2 separate regions of the Sus scrofa genome follow, and region 2 is linked to region 1. A link is a contact called in public HiChIP or PLAC-seq data. All regions are on one chromosome and are shown on one strand. The core of a region is the stretch at or near the end of the contact, and the rest is flanking DNA. Distances in the headings are between cores, read along the strand shown.

What was found. HiChIP or PLAC-seq counts read pairs in DNA pulled down with a chosen protein or histone mark.
Region 2: a contact with region 1 is called in an H3K27ac HiChIP or PLAC-seq map of skeletal muscle. The contact joins two enhancer-like sites. A contact is called at or near these places in 7 of 47 Hi-C or Micro-C datasets (blood, embryonic fibroblasts, fibroblasts and 1 more) and 2 of 2 datasets of contacts at active chromatin or transcription factors (alveolar macrophages and skeletal muscle).

What each region holds. Positions count from the first base shown.
Region 1 is chr1:22,365,534-22,373,182 of Sscrofa11.1, reverse strand. The region is part of intron 2 of HIVEP2 (transcription factor HIVEP2); the gene reads right to left. Among named protein-coding and RNA genes, the nearest start is that of HIVEP2, 130 kb to the right of the region's middle. Within about 2 kb of position 3,617, at least 37 of the 83 cell types and tissues checked have an H3K27ac peak or open chromatin away from gene starts, as enhancers often do. A contact at or near this core is called in skeletal muscle, where this site is marked.
Region 2 is chr1:22,481,469-22,489,117 of Sscrofa11.1, reverse strand. No RefSeq gene overlaps it. Among named protein-coding and RNA genes, the nearest start is that of HIVEP2, 240 kb to the right of the region's middle. Within about 2 kb of position 4,282, at least 21 of the 83 cell types and tissues checked have an H3K27ac peak or open chromatin away from gene starts, as enhancers often do. A contact at or near this core is called in skeletal muscle, where this site is marked.

The sequences.
Region 1 (7,649 bases), core at 2,368-4,867:
AATATCGCTAATATAAATTAATCATTAAGAATTTCAGTGACAGAGGGTTTAGTCAACAGATTATATTAATGTTAATAGGAACAACTGTGATTTTTAAAGAGTAAATATGGAGTACTTACTGTCAGGCACTGTATTAAGCACTTCATGTGCATTATTGTAATTCTAGAAAGTGTTAGATTTCCATCAAATTGCTCATCTTCTAAACAAAATATCCAAATTGGTTATCTATACTTCAAGACTAAGACTATGTGGAGTTATCATCATGGCTCAGCAGAGAGAATCTGACTAGCATTCAGGAGAACACAGGTTCGATCCCTGGCCTTGCTCAGCGGGTTGAGGATCCGGCGTTGCTGTGAGCTGTGGTATAGGTCGCAGATGCGGCTCAGAACCTGTGTTGCTATGGCATAGGCCAGCAGCTGTAGCTCCGATTTGACCTCTAGCCTGGGAACCTCCATATGCCATGGGTGCAGCCCTAAAAAGACCAGAAAAAAAAAAAAGAATAAGGACTATGTCTTGTCTCATGCTTCCCTTTTCCTCCTATTTAGGAAAGGAAACTTTGAGCAATGTAGTAAAAATTCAGTATCTTTTGATACTCTTAAAAATATATTGACTTCTTGCTATAGGCATGACTTCATATTAGACCACAGAAAAGATTTTTTTACACTCTCAAATTCTACACAAGTTTAGGGGTTCACTGAAGAGACAAGAATTTCAGGTGAAAATTTAAATCATGGCTTGAAACATCAATTAGGTACCCCGGCATTTATAATCGTACTACATAAGCTTAGGAGAGGAGCGACCGCTATGAGCTAGTGTTGTGAAAGAAATATTTATGCAGCTGGTAGAAGTTAAATAAGGGCTTGAAAATTCTGACAGGCAGAGACAAGGCTTTCCAGGAGGTGGAAATGCCTGAGTAAAGGAATGGCGTGCATCTCTCGAGTGCCAAGAATTCATGGCCAATGATTTACTGAGCAAAGCCTTCAACTGTACTGGGTCTTTGCCCCCAATTCAGCCCATTTCCAACATGTATTTTTCCTTCCCCATATTTCCTAAATTGAATTCTTCATATCTCACAGGCACGAGCCTCTGTTCATCTTCTGTCCCAACTGACAACCTCCTCACCACCCAACACCATCAGCACCTCTCTGGATCCTCAGTTGCATTTCTGCAGCAACTTCCACTGGTCCGATTCGCCAATTGCTTCAGCCAGTGTTCTCCTCACCATTTTCTAGTACTCTGAATATTAAGACTAACAGCTTCTTTCTTGATGGCAAAAACCTTCCCCAGACCACCAGATACCATGCCCTACTTTCCACATTTTTCTTTCTCCTCTCTGCACTCTCTCCGCTTTCTCCAACCTTACTCAGAGCTGTGTCCTCACACTAGTTTGCTCCAAGACCTCCTGCAGCCAACTAGACATCTCTCTCTTCCAATCCTCCCAGGGCCCATAAAGTCATTCTTTATGCTCAAGGCTCTAAATCAGAATTTACTGCTTGGAAACCATTAATCACATATAGAAAGAACAGAGCTGACTGCCACTGCTGAGTTATTCAAGTCTTAAGACAATGTGGTTTGATGTACTTTTTAAAAATTTCGGTTGCTTTTAAAAATATTTGTAACAGCTGCAGGATACACGCGCGCACACACACACACACACACACACACACACACACACACACGGAGAAATGGAGAAATGGGAGTTAAAGAATGATAGCTCCTTAAAGACGGGCCACATTTTTGTTCAACTTAAATTGAAAAACATTAGCAAGGGCATGTCAGGAATTAATTCAAAGAAAGGCAGATCAATATCTCCTTCAAGCTATGGTTCAACCTCAGATTCTAAATAATAAAATATACACCAAGGCTTTGGGAGCCCACATTTTCTTCTGAGAGTCAGATAATGTATAGATACATAACATTTTAGTAATGTAACAGCACTTATTTTCCCCAATTCCTTGGTGACTAACCTGACTGAAATCTCTAGCCAAAATACTGTGGCTCTGATTTAGAATATACTCCGGATGTAGCCAAATACATACTTTCAGTTTGAGGCTGTGTTCTCTCACTAAATTTTACTGCAGCTATATGCATTGCTCTTCTGAGATGATGAGTGGTCACATAAACACGATAAAATTACAATTACAAGCCCAAGTCCAAATTATTTGGTTTCTAATAAGCATGATACTATCACTATTAATTTAACAAACAGGAAATGCTTATGCGTCTTAAACACTATGCTGGGTACAGCACGCACCAAGGGAAATAAAACATCACTGATACGATACAAGAGCCTCCGAACGCACACCTTTAGTAACCAATGCATGACAACACAACTTTAAGAGTAAAGGAATTTGCAAAGCAGTAGAGGAACACTGCAGGGAAAGTGAAAAAAACAAAAAACAAAAAAACCTGCAAAGAGAAATTGCCAAAAGATGCGTAAGAAAGTGACATTGAAGCTACATCTCAAAGAAGGAAGGAAAGAAGAGAATGAAAGGGAGATATATAGAGCATGGATGATTTGCCAGACACACAAGCGACATCTTATCCCCTGCCAGCATTTTAAAGTGATGAAATTGAGGCAGGGCCCCAAAAGTCACTTGCTAAAATGTCACAGAGCCAGCTTCAATGCCAGCTTTGTATGTTCTGTCCACTGTACAAGCTCCCTTCCATTGACAAGGAAGTATTTTCCAGGTGGAAAAGGGAAAGAATTATTATTGCTAAAGTTTCTTTAAAAAAGGCCTCTTATAACATCTTTACTTAAACTGAATTAATATTTTCATTCTAATGTCCTATCTGTCCATCAAAAGCTTTAAAAACCTAGTCCAAGAAAAAATGCCTAAGGTCCAAGGTCACTTAAGAGATCTGTGAACCTTTAAAAACTGCATGTAAAATGCGTTTGTTTTTTTTTTTCTGGGAGAAAGGGTCAAAAATTTCTATCCGAGTCCTAAAGAGGTCTGTGAACCCTTCCCCACAAAAGGCTAAGAATTATTGATTTACAGAGTGTTTTGCCGGGCTTTTTGACATTTTCCTAAGAGCTCACCAAATAGGTAAAATCTAGTTTCATATGTGAAGAACTACATTTCATATGAAGTAGGAAGGAGTGTTAATATACTCATAATGTACCAACTTGATAATGACACAGTGAAGTGACCCTTTCCCATGTTTCTAATAAGTACTCAGGATGTTAACAGTGAAAGGATCATTTAGAAAGCTAATTTCCTTTTCATCATGCTTGTTAAGTGTTTACTTTAATTCACATCCTGTGTGACCCTATGGGAAAATTTTTAACTAATACTGGGGAAAATCCCATAGGGTTACACAGGATGTGAACTGGGCCTGTACTGAACTACCTTTGGCTTGAAAAATAAAATTAGATAGGTGAGTTTCACTTTCTGTTTGTCATAAGTTCCACTTTCTGGTTCCCAAAGTTTAGATTCAGAGCCTCTGTGTGTTTCTGAAACGGCAGCGCAAGAAAGTCTCGCAATTCTCACTCTCTTTTTTAAGGGATGATGTCTCCGGGTGGTAGAGAGAAATCCTTTTTGCAAAAGATGCACATGGGCCATGGTGCCCGTCCGGGCCAGCCTGCTGGAGCAGCCCCAGCGCGCTCCTCCCATACCTGTGCTCACACAGCTCAACTGCCCTTTCCATTTCCTGTGGAGAACACACATCATACCACTTCCCCTATAGAAAAAAGAAAGCAGCCCAGCTTAATTGCTGATGGAAACACTGTCATACTTTCCACTGGCCAAGCTTGAAACCATTACTGATCTAACCTTCATTAATTTTTCCACAACAATTTGCAGAAATGTCAGGAAGCAGCTGCATGAAAACTGATTAATTGTCCTTATCACCACTGCTTCACCAGGCTATATATACATATTTTTTTTTCCAGTTTAAAAATAAAATTTGGGATTTTTCTGTTTTGATTGGTACTGATGGTGGTATGTCTTCGTCTGAAAAACCCAGATCTATTTTTGACACTTCCAGTGGCCCAACATTTTCAAATCTGGAGGAGACCCCATAAAATCTGGCACAGCATCCATGAGGGAAAAGATTGCTTCCTGCCGATTACTCACTTATATCTGTTTAAACAGACGCTAATGAATTCAAGTCTTAGGGCAACACTGCATTTATTAGTCAATCATAGAAGCTAAAATTCACTTCCGAAATGTGAGTTAGAAAATCAAGTGCCCTTTTTCTATTTTTTCACTTTCTTTTCTCCCTCATTTTAGCTTGAGCTACACCATCTGTCTCAACCTATCAAATAATGTGTTGTGCATGGCTGGCAAAACCAGTGGAACAGTACACCTCATAACCCCAAGTATGTAACCAGTGAGCATCTATAAAGTGGTATGCAACAGAGTCTGGCCATCTGGGGATAACTGGTTACAGCAAGCTTAGCTTCTCAGCCAGCCCTTGGATTTGCAGACGTTTAACTAGTTGCCAAAACATCAACTAGTGTTCAAGAAGAGAAATACTAGCATTTTTTTTTCAAAACACAGGAATTCAGATATAATTTTCTGAATTTTAAATTTTCAAAGATGTATTTGCCAGTGTTGCTGATGAGATGACTTCAACAGCAAAGATCAAAGCACTGTCAATGTCCCTGAATTGGAGACAGAGTCAATCCAAATCAAGTATTTTGCAGCACTACTAAACTTTTGGGGGTATGAATGTGTTTTTCCTTCACCAGATTGCCTGAATACATAGAAGCAGGAGATTAAAGCTGCACAGATTTTGAACCAAATGACACAGTACCTTTCAGAGACAGCTCTGAGACTGGAAAGAGTTCCTCTAGTATTGCACTAAAATAATTCAAAGGCTCCCTTCATCCTAGATATGCAGGTTCCTAGTCCAATCCCAAACCAAAGAAAAACAGAGACTGGACAATAGTGTAAGACACTGAAATAGTAACTGGCCATGTGGCACAGTGGTCCAGCTCACGGACGCCAGAGCCAGGACACCTCTTTCGAACCCCATCTCTGACACTACATAGACATATAAATAACCTCAGTTATCTGTGCCTTAGATTTCTCGCCTGTGAAACAGGGGTAATGATAATATTGTTAGAACTGGTAAGAGAAGGTGCTTAGAAATGGCACTAAGAAGTGCAGTATAAACATTAGTACTCTATTTCTCTGTTGACATTTCGGCCTGACATTAGTCTAAAACGGAGGAAACCATGTAACAGGAGTTCCTTAATTAACTTAAAAAAGCCCGTGGGGGTGGGAGAAGAAAGCCAACCGGGTGGGATGAAAAGATTTCCTCTGCTAGGATGGGGATACCGACATTGCCTGAAATACCACCACTAAATGGGGTCAAGCAACCAGGATTCAATGTTTTACTCTTTCTGTTGCCACCTCAGGTGACTTAGGACCCACGCTTTGTGATGATGTGGGACCCAGGGACAAGCACTGTAGAGATGACCAGACCTCACCACCCCCACCAGTGGGCCTGGAGGTGAGAGGTGAGAGGAAGGGCACCGCAGGCCAGGGAAGGACAAAGAAGGAAGCTGACTTGGCCTCCATCATCATAAAAGGGTTTGCTGAGTTAGACAAAGGACCTCATTCCCCTGACACCAAGACCAGGACTGAGGTGCCAAGAAGCCACACAGAACAGGAAGGACACCACTTTTAACCCCTGTTCTGCTGGATGACCTTAAGCAACTCACTACCCTCTTCAAGGCCTTGACTTTCTGCAGTAAAATGGGAGATTTTAATTAGATCAGAACTTCTCAACCCTCCGGTCACCATGAACCCCTTTGAGAGTTTGATGAAGCCAGGGGATCCCTTCTTAGCATAATGTTTTAAGCTCAAACACATAGTGTTATAAAGGATACCAATTATAATGAAATAGTCACCTCAAAAAAATTTTTAAAACAAATTTGTTGACAGGAATGTATGCGACTCTATTAAAAAGTAGAAACAAGATATAGCAAAGGAGAATAGCCACCATAATGTTGAGTAATCATAATTACAAAGATACTTTGGGATAGTATTCACAACAGTTATATGACATGAAAATACCTGGGATTTCTACTGGTGACAAAGTCACAGACATTGCTAAAATTACTGTTATCTGTTGCCTACAATAATGGAGGGTGTGCTGAGATGTTCATGAAAATAAAGTTTTAATTTTTTTTAACCAAATACTCAGACCCTCTGAATTCTATTCATTTGTGGTTAAGATCCTCAATTTAGGTGAATAATAATTCCCTTTATAATTCCAATGATCTAGGATCAATGACTAAATTGCTTCCCTAGCTTCCTCCACAGAGAATATTCACAAAAGGAAATGGATCAATCCTATCCTTTCCCATGTGTGGGAGAAAAACAGATTTATGGGATAGAAGTGTCTCTCCTCATCCCCATGGAAGTGAAGGGAGTATTTATTGACTTGGAAATGAGCTACCCAAACACTCCCAGACCCTCTCAGCCTACAGGCATATAGAGATGAAGTGGCATCAACGCCAATTAACCACAGCTCCTGTTCCAGCCCCACCTGCTCATACAAGACCCCCAGTCCCCTTGAAAAGTCCCAACCGAGTATTTCTAGGATGCCAACAAGGGGGACTTACAAGAGCCCACAGGGAGTCTGACAGCCAGTCACAACACCATCTGCCGTTTCTTCCTTCCTGTGCCAGCTCCCCCTAGTGTCCTCAGGAAGGAACTGTTCTGCTGCCTCTGCAGATGGTGCCCCTCAGGAGTAAGCTACAGCAGCAGAGCCCGGACTTCCAGGCAGGAGGGGTTCCTGCCTTGGGTCCCATGCTTTGCAAAGCCCATATACCTCAAATACACAAAAGAAATGTATCGACAGATACATGGACACCCTTGTCACTGGCATCTAGTTGTAGCCCTAAATGTCCCAGCTCTTGATTACATAGCTGTTTAGACCCCAGGAAATGCTTTTCCACATCTTGTGCCCAGTCTCTTTGCTCTAATCTAAAAGTGACTGACTTCAAGTGCCCTGAAGGCTTGTGGGTTGTGACACTGCAGAGTGTAGAGTTTGGCATCATTTCAAAAGCAGAGGAGATGTAAGCAGCATTAATGCTTAAGACAAGAGTATCTGGTCAGTCATTTCTCTAGAGTGGCATGAAAACAACAGATTCTTATTTAGCAAAGTAGAGTAATGCCAAGCACCCCTCTTCTTGCTTCTCTTAGTGTTCCAAACAGTGATTATAGAATTATTAGTAAATTTGTGCAGTATTTGGAAAAAAATGCAAATGGTACCTCAGGAACATATTGCACATAAACAATTCTTACACTTAACTTTGTGAGGATGTAAAGTGCATAAGGCATGATACTAATTCTTTACATTAGCAACTAAAAGAACGCTGAATCCTAAACCTGTATATAGATTTACTTCAATTAAAACATTTAAGAAGACAATGACATTTCTAGAAAATATATTTACATGCTTCAGCTTTGCTTAAATAATTTAGATTTTATATGTTTTACACATCCATTATCATAGGGATTTGCCTTGTCATTTTAAAGTAATTTTGGATATTTAATAAGAAAAATAACTTTTTTTTTTTCTTTTTATGGCTGTACCTGAGGCATATGGAAGTTCCCAGGCTAGGGATCGAATATAGCTGCCAGCCTGTGCCACAGTCACAGCAACGCAGGATCCATATGTCTTTGACCTAT
Region 2 (7,649 bases), core at 3,033-5,532, 120 kb before region 1:
TATCTAAACAATGGAGAGTGCCCACTTTCTCCTTCACATTTGAGTCCTGGGTATGTCAAAGCTGCTTGATTTCTACAATAATCCTTAACTTGTAGTCTGTGACTGTTGCCCTTGAAAATTTAACTCGTTATTGGACCCTAATCTACTTCTGGCTTATTTTCCCTCACTGTCTCCTCTTCATCCTCAAAGGAGGTGATTGAGAAAGGCTTGATGTGTTTCCCACTTCAACCCAGTAACTAAGGAACTACCCTTCGTCCTACACTAGGGGGTGCATGAGGACTAAGATTTGGAATCTTCCCGGCAGTCTTCTCCACAGCGATTTGTATCAACTACCGCCCCCTTTCTTCAGAGTTGGTTTTCCAATGTCATTACTGGGAAGAAAGAAGAGAGTTACTAGAATTACTAGAGTTACTAGAAGGCTCCATGCCACGGGGCGTGCTCTCTTCTTCACAGCAGACCCAAGCGCCTGAGGGACAGGCACCACAGATCCACCCACTGGGAGGAGCGCCTCTGGGGTGTCCTGCCTGGACCTGGGGGCCCAGGGAAGGAAGAAGCGCTGCTTAAACCCCAAGGTCAAATCAATGGACCCTAGCCTACCACACTGCTACTTTTCTAATTTCTTGTTTCAGGTTAGGCAGCCTAGAGTCTTTGACACACACGCTCTTCTTTCATCAGATTCCCAGGTTTCAAATATTTCAGAAAGCCACAGTCTTTTATAATCTACTTTAAAAATATATATATATATATTTTTGCTATACTCAATTTCCCCCCCCAAGGCTGAAATGGAGGTTCCCAGGTTAGGAAACTGGAGCTGGAGCTGCGGACCTACTCCGCAGCCACAGCAACGCGGGATCCGAGCCATGTCTGCACCACAGCTCACAGCAACACCGGATCCTTAACCCACTGAGCGCGGCCAGGGATCAAACCTGCGTCCTCACAGATATTAGATCCGTTTCTGCTGAGCCACAGTAGGAACTCCTCTGCTCAATTCTTTTATTTAATGATGTGCAGAGACTTCTAGAGAGGAAGAAGCTAATGGTGTGAAGATGAGAAATCCGGCAATGATTCTAGATTCCCCCATAAGTTACTCACTTAACCTTTGGCCTGAAACCTAAGTAGAAAATAGAGTTTTTCATTCTGTTAAGAAGACTTCCCTTTTCTCCAGTAGAACCCAATACTCTCTGGGGTTGTCTTTTAGAAAGGCTCTAGTAGAGCTAATTTACGGACTCTACAATGTTTATCGCTGCTTTTACACAAGGTGCCCTCAGCATTTTGGCAGCCGGCAACTCACAGATGCATTTTGGAAATGACTATAAATTGTCAGCGTTACACATAACGTTACCATAGTCTTTTTTGCCTCCTAAAAGTTTTCGTCCTGGTGGGATCCTTTAAACAGTTATTTAACCTTTGTTCCTCATAGGGCTTTCTTTCAAACTTTAAAAATTATGATGATTTGTATCAGCGTGCAACCCCACACTTCAGCAAATTGGAGCCTACTCCAAAGTAAAATTAAAATGGCTTCAAAGAATGACAGAAAAACATTTTTTTGGCAGGGAACAACAGGAAGCCAGAAGGAATAGAGGAGAAATCCAGTGGAGAGTGTAAAGCAATGAGAGACCTTTTCCATATGTGAGACCATTAAAAAAATTACTACCATCCCTTATGTTGCATATGCAGGAGACAGCTCTATTTCACAATAAAAATGGTCTTTTTCTTTTGCCATTCCTGCAGATATTACCAAAGAGTGTTTCTCAAAGAAGAAAAAAATGTGATGAAGCAAGACATATAAAAAAAAAAAAAAACCAGGGCTAACCAGTAACCCAGCTGACAGTCAGTAAATGCAGGTGGATCACAGTGGTCCACATAGACACGCCTGTGACACAGAGCAGGCTTCTGTGGCACACACCCGGAAATTCCCAACTAGCTTCCTGAGGCTTCTTGTCATAAATACCACGTGGAATATTGGACCACCCAGACTCATGGCTCAGGGTCCTGAAACACCCGTTCCTCAGCCGTGCTCTGCGTGACCAGAGCCTTTCCCCTCACCTGTTGCGCCCCTGAGCAAAAGAACCTGATGTCTCTGGGAGCCTCTTGGTTGTATTTTCTTCCCATGTTAAGCAGCCATTCGTGGGTCTTTCCCCCCAAAACATGGATTTTGATTTCAGGATGTAGTTTGCTGACATCAAACAGAAAAAAAAAAGTTAGATGAAGTATTATACACTGTGTGTTCCTCCCCAAAGCTGTTCTCCCTTTACTCCCAGGAGAATACCAGCATTGCCCAGTTAACGTCCCTGGGGCTGGAGACCCCTCCAGTCTTTCTCTGAAGAGGAGAATCTGGCCGTCTGGGGATGAGCCAAGGACACAAGCAACCACACCTCCAGTTCATTCATTTCCTCAGGAGTCTAGATCTATTTTTTTTAATTGGGCAATTTCTTAATTACCAGATATTTGCAGGGATCAGATATCATGCCCAGCACACAAAAGCCAAGCGCCTATAGGTGCTGTGCCCCATCTTTAGTCAATTTTTTCAACATGATAACTTCTGTTTCCATAGGTCAGTAAGTAGAAACACCTGCATTTGCCAAAAACAAACAAACAAACAAAAAAACAGAACAAACAAAAGACAAAAGCATCCAGTATCCACTCTAGATATATTTGTATGACCTGGAAGACAGGGAGAACCATTCTAAGCCTAGGAAGGAATCTCAGTGGAAACAGGGGAAGAAAACCAGAGGAGTAGGTTCAGACAAGTGTGAAGAAAGTGATGAGACACAAGCAGAGCTACACGTTGCAGTGGCAGGGGGAAATCATGTGGAATGGATAGGCAGAACAGTGCAGGGTGTGCACAGAGAGCTAGAGAAGGGGTCCTGTCATGGTGACATAGGCAAATGAGAACTGCGTCATGCCTTGAGTAGAGTCATAGAGTCCAGACACAATGAAAAAGGGTTAGGTTAGGAATGCAGAGCAGATCGAAGACACAGATGTCTATGGTGAAACTTGCTAGTTTCTTTTAAATTCTATTTTTTATTTTTTTGCCTTTGTAGGGCCACACCTGCCGCACATGGATGTTCCCTGACTAGGAGTCAAATCAGAGCTGCAGCTGCCGGCCTATGTCACAGCCACAGCAACGTCAGATCCCAGCCACATCTGAGACCTACACAACAGCTTGTGGCAGCACCAGATCCTTAACCCACTGAACAAGGCCAGGGATCAAACCCTCATCGGCATGGATTCTAGTTGGATTCTTAAGCCACTGAGCCTCAACGGGAACTCCCAGTGTCCTTTTTTAAAAGTCTTTTTGGTTACATGTATCAGAAAGCAATTAGGCTAATCTACATACAGATATTTATTATAAAGATGCCAAGTCATCTTCAGAACCCGCTGGAAAGAAGTGTAAGCAGCCCTCTTTTGACTCTGTTTTACTCTGCATATTTGTGTTTTCTTTTCCCCTCAAAACTAACTTGTTCCAGTTCTCCTTGCAGATGACCACCACTGCTCCAAAATGCATGGCTGAGCCCAGTTTAGATGTTGACTAGCTTCCCTTAATTCCAAATTCCTAAGAGAAAGAATATAATTGTCCAGCTTGGAGCTCTGACGCAATCTCTGATGGAGGTTGGGGGTTCCTGGTGAGGAGTTACTTGAGCTTCCCGTTGTACAGACGCCACAGTGTCCTGGCCTCCCAAAGGTGTTTACCATGACTGTCCAGAATTCCATGGGTGTGTTTTAATCCTGCAATAATATCAGTTTGCTGTTAATAAGGATGGGAAAGAAGGGATTAAATATAAGGGATTTCTTATCCCTAGCAGCAGGGCCAGTTTCAGACACATAGGGGTATCGGCCTCAGGAATGGCACTAGGATGGGGTGGTCTTGGCAAAGCTGAATGGAAAGAGGTGTTCACAGAAGACTGCATGAGGCAATACACACTGGTCCAGGGTCCGAATTCAGGGACCCACGGGGATGGCTTTTTAGAATAACCCAGGCCATCGTATGTATGCTGGCTTTCTCCTTTAATGTGGAGATGGGTGTGGAGTTCTTAGAGAGCTAAGCAGAGACCTGACCATTTCCAAAACATGAGAGGAAGGCTTCAACTTCAGAACATTCCCAGGATTATTAATCAATTTCCCTGATATTTACTATGTGCCCAGGGCTGTCACTATTGCAATGTCAGGGCTCAGGGCTATGGGGACAGAAAAGCCATCGCTCAGCTGTGCGGAGGAACCTGGGTTCAACTGCGGTAGACAGTCCTTTCTGGGGTCTGAAGGGAACTTGACGCCAGGAAGTTTCCAGTCTCTCTCAGCCTCCCTCCCACAGCTCAGAGGAGCGTGTGCTCCCTCCGCCCTCCTCTTCTGCCTGCCAGAATTTCCAGATTTGTTCTGTTTTGCAGTTGAATCAAGCCACACTCAATTCCAACCCTAGCAGAAGGCATAAATTAACATTTTATTATGTGTACTTGTTAGGGTCTCTTAAAGTAGACATGCAAATGTGAGGCTCAGGGAGTCAAGGAGGGCATACCCAGATTAACTGAAAATAAACCAGGTGGCCCTGGCCAAACCCTTGGAAAGCAGGACCTCGCTGAGCTATCCTGGGACAGATACTCACCTCAGCTTCTGCCCCCGGTTGTTTACCCTGGCCCCTGGCCACTTCCTGCTCCCTTTGGCACCTGGGACCTCCCTGTCCAGCTGCCATTGGCCCATATGACTCCCGGTCGACTTTCATTTACAAGGAACCAATTTCATAAGCAGCTGTAGGTGAGCCTTTTACGGGCCTCTGGTGAGTGAGTGAGAGGCCTCAGGGCCTTCTCCATCAAGCAGCTGGACAAATACATCTGCCTTGGCCTTCCACAGGGACCAGGCTATTTTGAGGCTTCCCTCTGATTGGCTCTTTCTGTTACTGTGCCTTTAATTCCAGCTTATAGCCCTTAAAACCTTATATAATAGGAACTTCAAGCTAGATGGAGTTTGATTGGATTTGGCTTGGCTCTAGTGGAGTAATTCGTAAAACCGTAAGTGAGAACTACTTGATATGCCCCTTTAGCTCTACCAGGAGAACATATAAATTGTTCTAAGGTGTTTCTTTTCTGAATGCTGATTTCATCATATGCTTTTGTGTATCAGTTGGGGAAAGTCGAACAAGAGGAAGAGGGAAAGAAACTTTTCCTCATTGCCGCTTTAATTTTCCAGGTGTTCTTTTGTACCCTGTGTATTTTACATTGTTATAAATCCTCCTTCTTGTAAGCCTGAGTGGACCATGCCATGCAAACAACCAATGAGAGAAGGCAGTGAAGGAAAGGGAGACTGCAGAGCCTTCCAGAGTCTATCCCAGGGCATCAGTGATTGATGGGAAATCTTGGTTCTCATCTCCCCTCTTAAGTAGAGGAGCTAGCTTGATTCCAGTGGCCTTCTGCCAGCGAGCATGTGCACAGTGAGCATGCCCAGGGTAGGCTATTTGAATCTCCCTACCTTACAGGTTACACAAGAAGCCACCTTCCAGCTGGTCTGGTATAGTGAGTGTGTCTAGAGATGCCTCCTTAATCCCTGCCCCCACTCCGCTTCCAGGGGAAGTCTACCTGACACCCCCACCCTTTGGCTCTTATGAAGTCCACGTGGATTTCTGAGTGTTCACAGCTACTCCTGGACCAATGGCTGCCGCTCTGAGGGTCCCAGTTCTTGCCTGCTGTGTTGCTGCCTAGGTTTTATGTTTCCTTCCCAGCACATGCTTCTTTACCTCCCCCTCACTTCCACCCCTATTCCAGCTTTTCCACTTCCTCAGTTCTTCTTAGCATCTTATTTCACCTTTCTGCTCTGTAGAGAGCTACGTGGGGTTCTTACCTTCCCCCGGTGGCATTTAAAGTGTTTCTTGGTGCAAAACATCCTAGTCATTGCCATAGAAACAGGAAGCTTAGTGTGGAGGAAAAAGGAAAAAAAAAAAAAAAGAAGTCTGGGAGTCTGAAGCTTTGCAATTCTGTTATTTTGCCCAAACCCATAAATGGCATCATGCTAGGAGGCAGGCGAAAGCCTGCTGCCTGCTGGAGCCTAAGGAGGGGCCACCCATTCCTAGGAAACTTGTCACAGGTTTTAAACCCTGGTTTAAACCAGGAGAAAGCAGGCTTTGTGCAAAAAGGATCTCGGTTTTCCCTTACAGGGCAGCTCCCAGCTGAGTCTGGGGAAGTTGGACAAACCTGCATTCTATTATCAGTTCTGCATCTTAAAAGCTGAAGTACTTAGGACACTCCCTCAATCTCTTGGTGTCCTCAGCTGTAAAGGACACATGTGAACATCCCTGCAGCCTTTTGGTTGGGGTCACCCAGGAACTCGTGGAGTTACAGCTTCTTGGCTTCACTGGACAGACTCCCATTTCCTCACCGCCCCAGTGACAGCACTGAATTTGGGTCACCTGTTCACATCTAAGCTCCTCCCTGACACACACACACACACACACACACACACAAAAAAAAAAAAAAAAAAAAGAACTTTACATTCACACCATTCCTAAAATAAAGCCAATCTGCTAACATTTTCCTTGAAATGAAGTAAAACGTGTTTAATTTTTACATCTTCTTGCAAAACCTGGACAGGAGTCTTCTTGGAACCATTGGTTTCAAAGATGTATTTTCACCTCCCCTCAGTGCTGCCCTATTGTCTGTGTTCCCAAGCCCTGGAGGGGCCATCGTTCCTCAGCTGAGAAGGAGCCAACTCATTGTGTGGATTAGCACTTCAAGCTAGTTGTATGAAGTTTGAGGTTTCAGCCTCCACTGAAGCAGTGAGTTTCTCAGAGGGAATGATTCATCTATTATGTGGCATTCGTTAATCACTGGGCCGAACCAACGGCCCAAGCTATTTCCATCTCCCTTGTGGTACAAATTTTGTAAGGGCACAAAATGTTACATCACAAATACTCTAATCAATTCCGGATCCAAACAGCCAACCCCCTCTTTTAACTGACACACCAAGCCAATATTTCCCCTGCCCTAAATCACCCAGAGCCATGGACCAGACAACGAGAGAGCCCACCCATATAGCCCAGAGCCCATCGACACCATTCAAACTAGCCAGTCCTAACCAGTTCCCCTGCCCTTCCCTGCCCTGCCTTTCCTCCCCCTCAGAAAGCATGATAAAGTCTCTGGCCATGCCTTCCCCTGTATCTTGTGTCTGCCCTCTGAGCAAACCCTGTGCTTCCCCATGTGGCCCTGGATGATATGCCATGGCCCCCCTGGGAAACTGTCAGCCCCTCCCTGTAAATGACTACAAGTAAGAAAAATCTTTCAATAGCATCAGCTTCTCTATGTCATCACTCAGTCACCTTTATAAATCAAAACCCAGACACAAATCAACCCTGCCCACATCTAGCCTATCAGTTACAAGGATATACTGGTAAGCAGATGTAACTGGCTCAGCATGTACACATCACAGTTAGGGAAGGACAGTCCCAGGGGCATGCTTTGTTGATGCTAGTTCAGCAGCATCTTCATCTATAAATAGGGTGACCATATGTCCCACTGTGCCCCGTAGAGTCCAAGCTTACCCCTGTCGACCTGTGCAATTATTAATAGTGCCCTCTTTCACTCTCTAAGTAGTCCCACTTTGGAATATAAATCATTTCGTTACCCTAATATAAAAAACCAACAACTAACCACCCACTACATGGATAA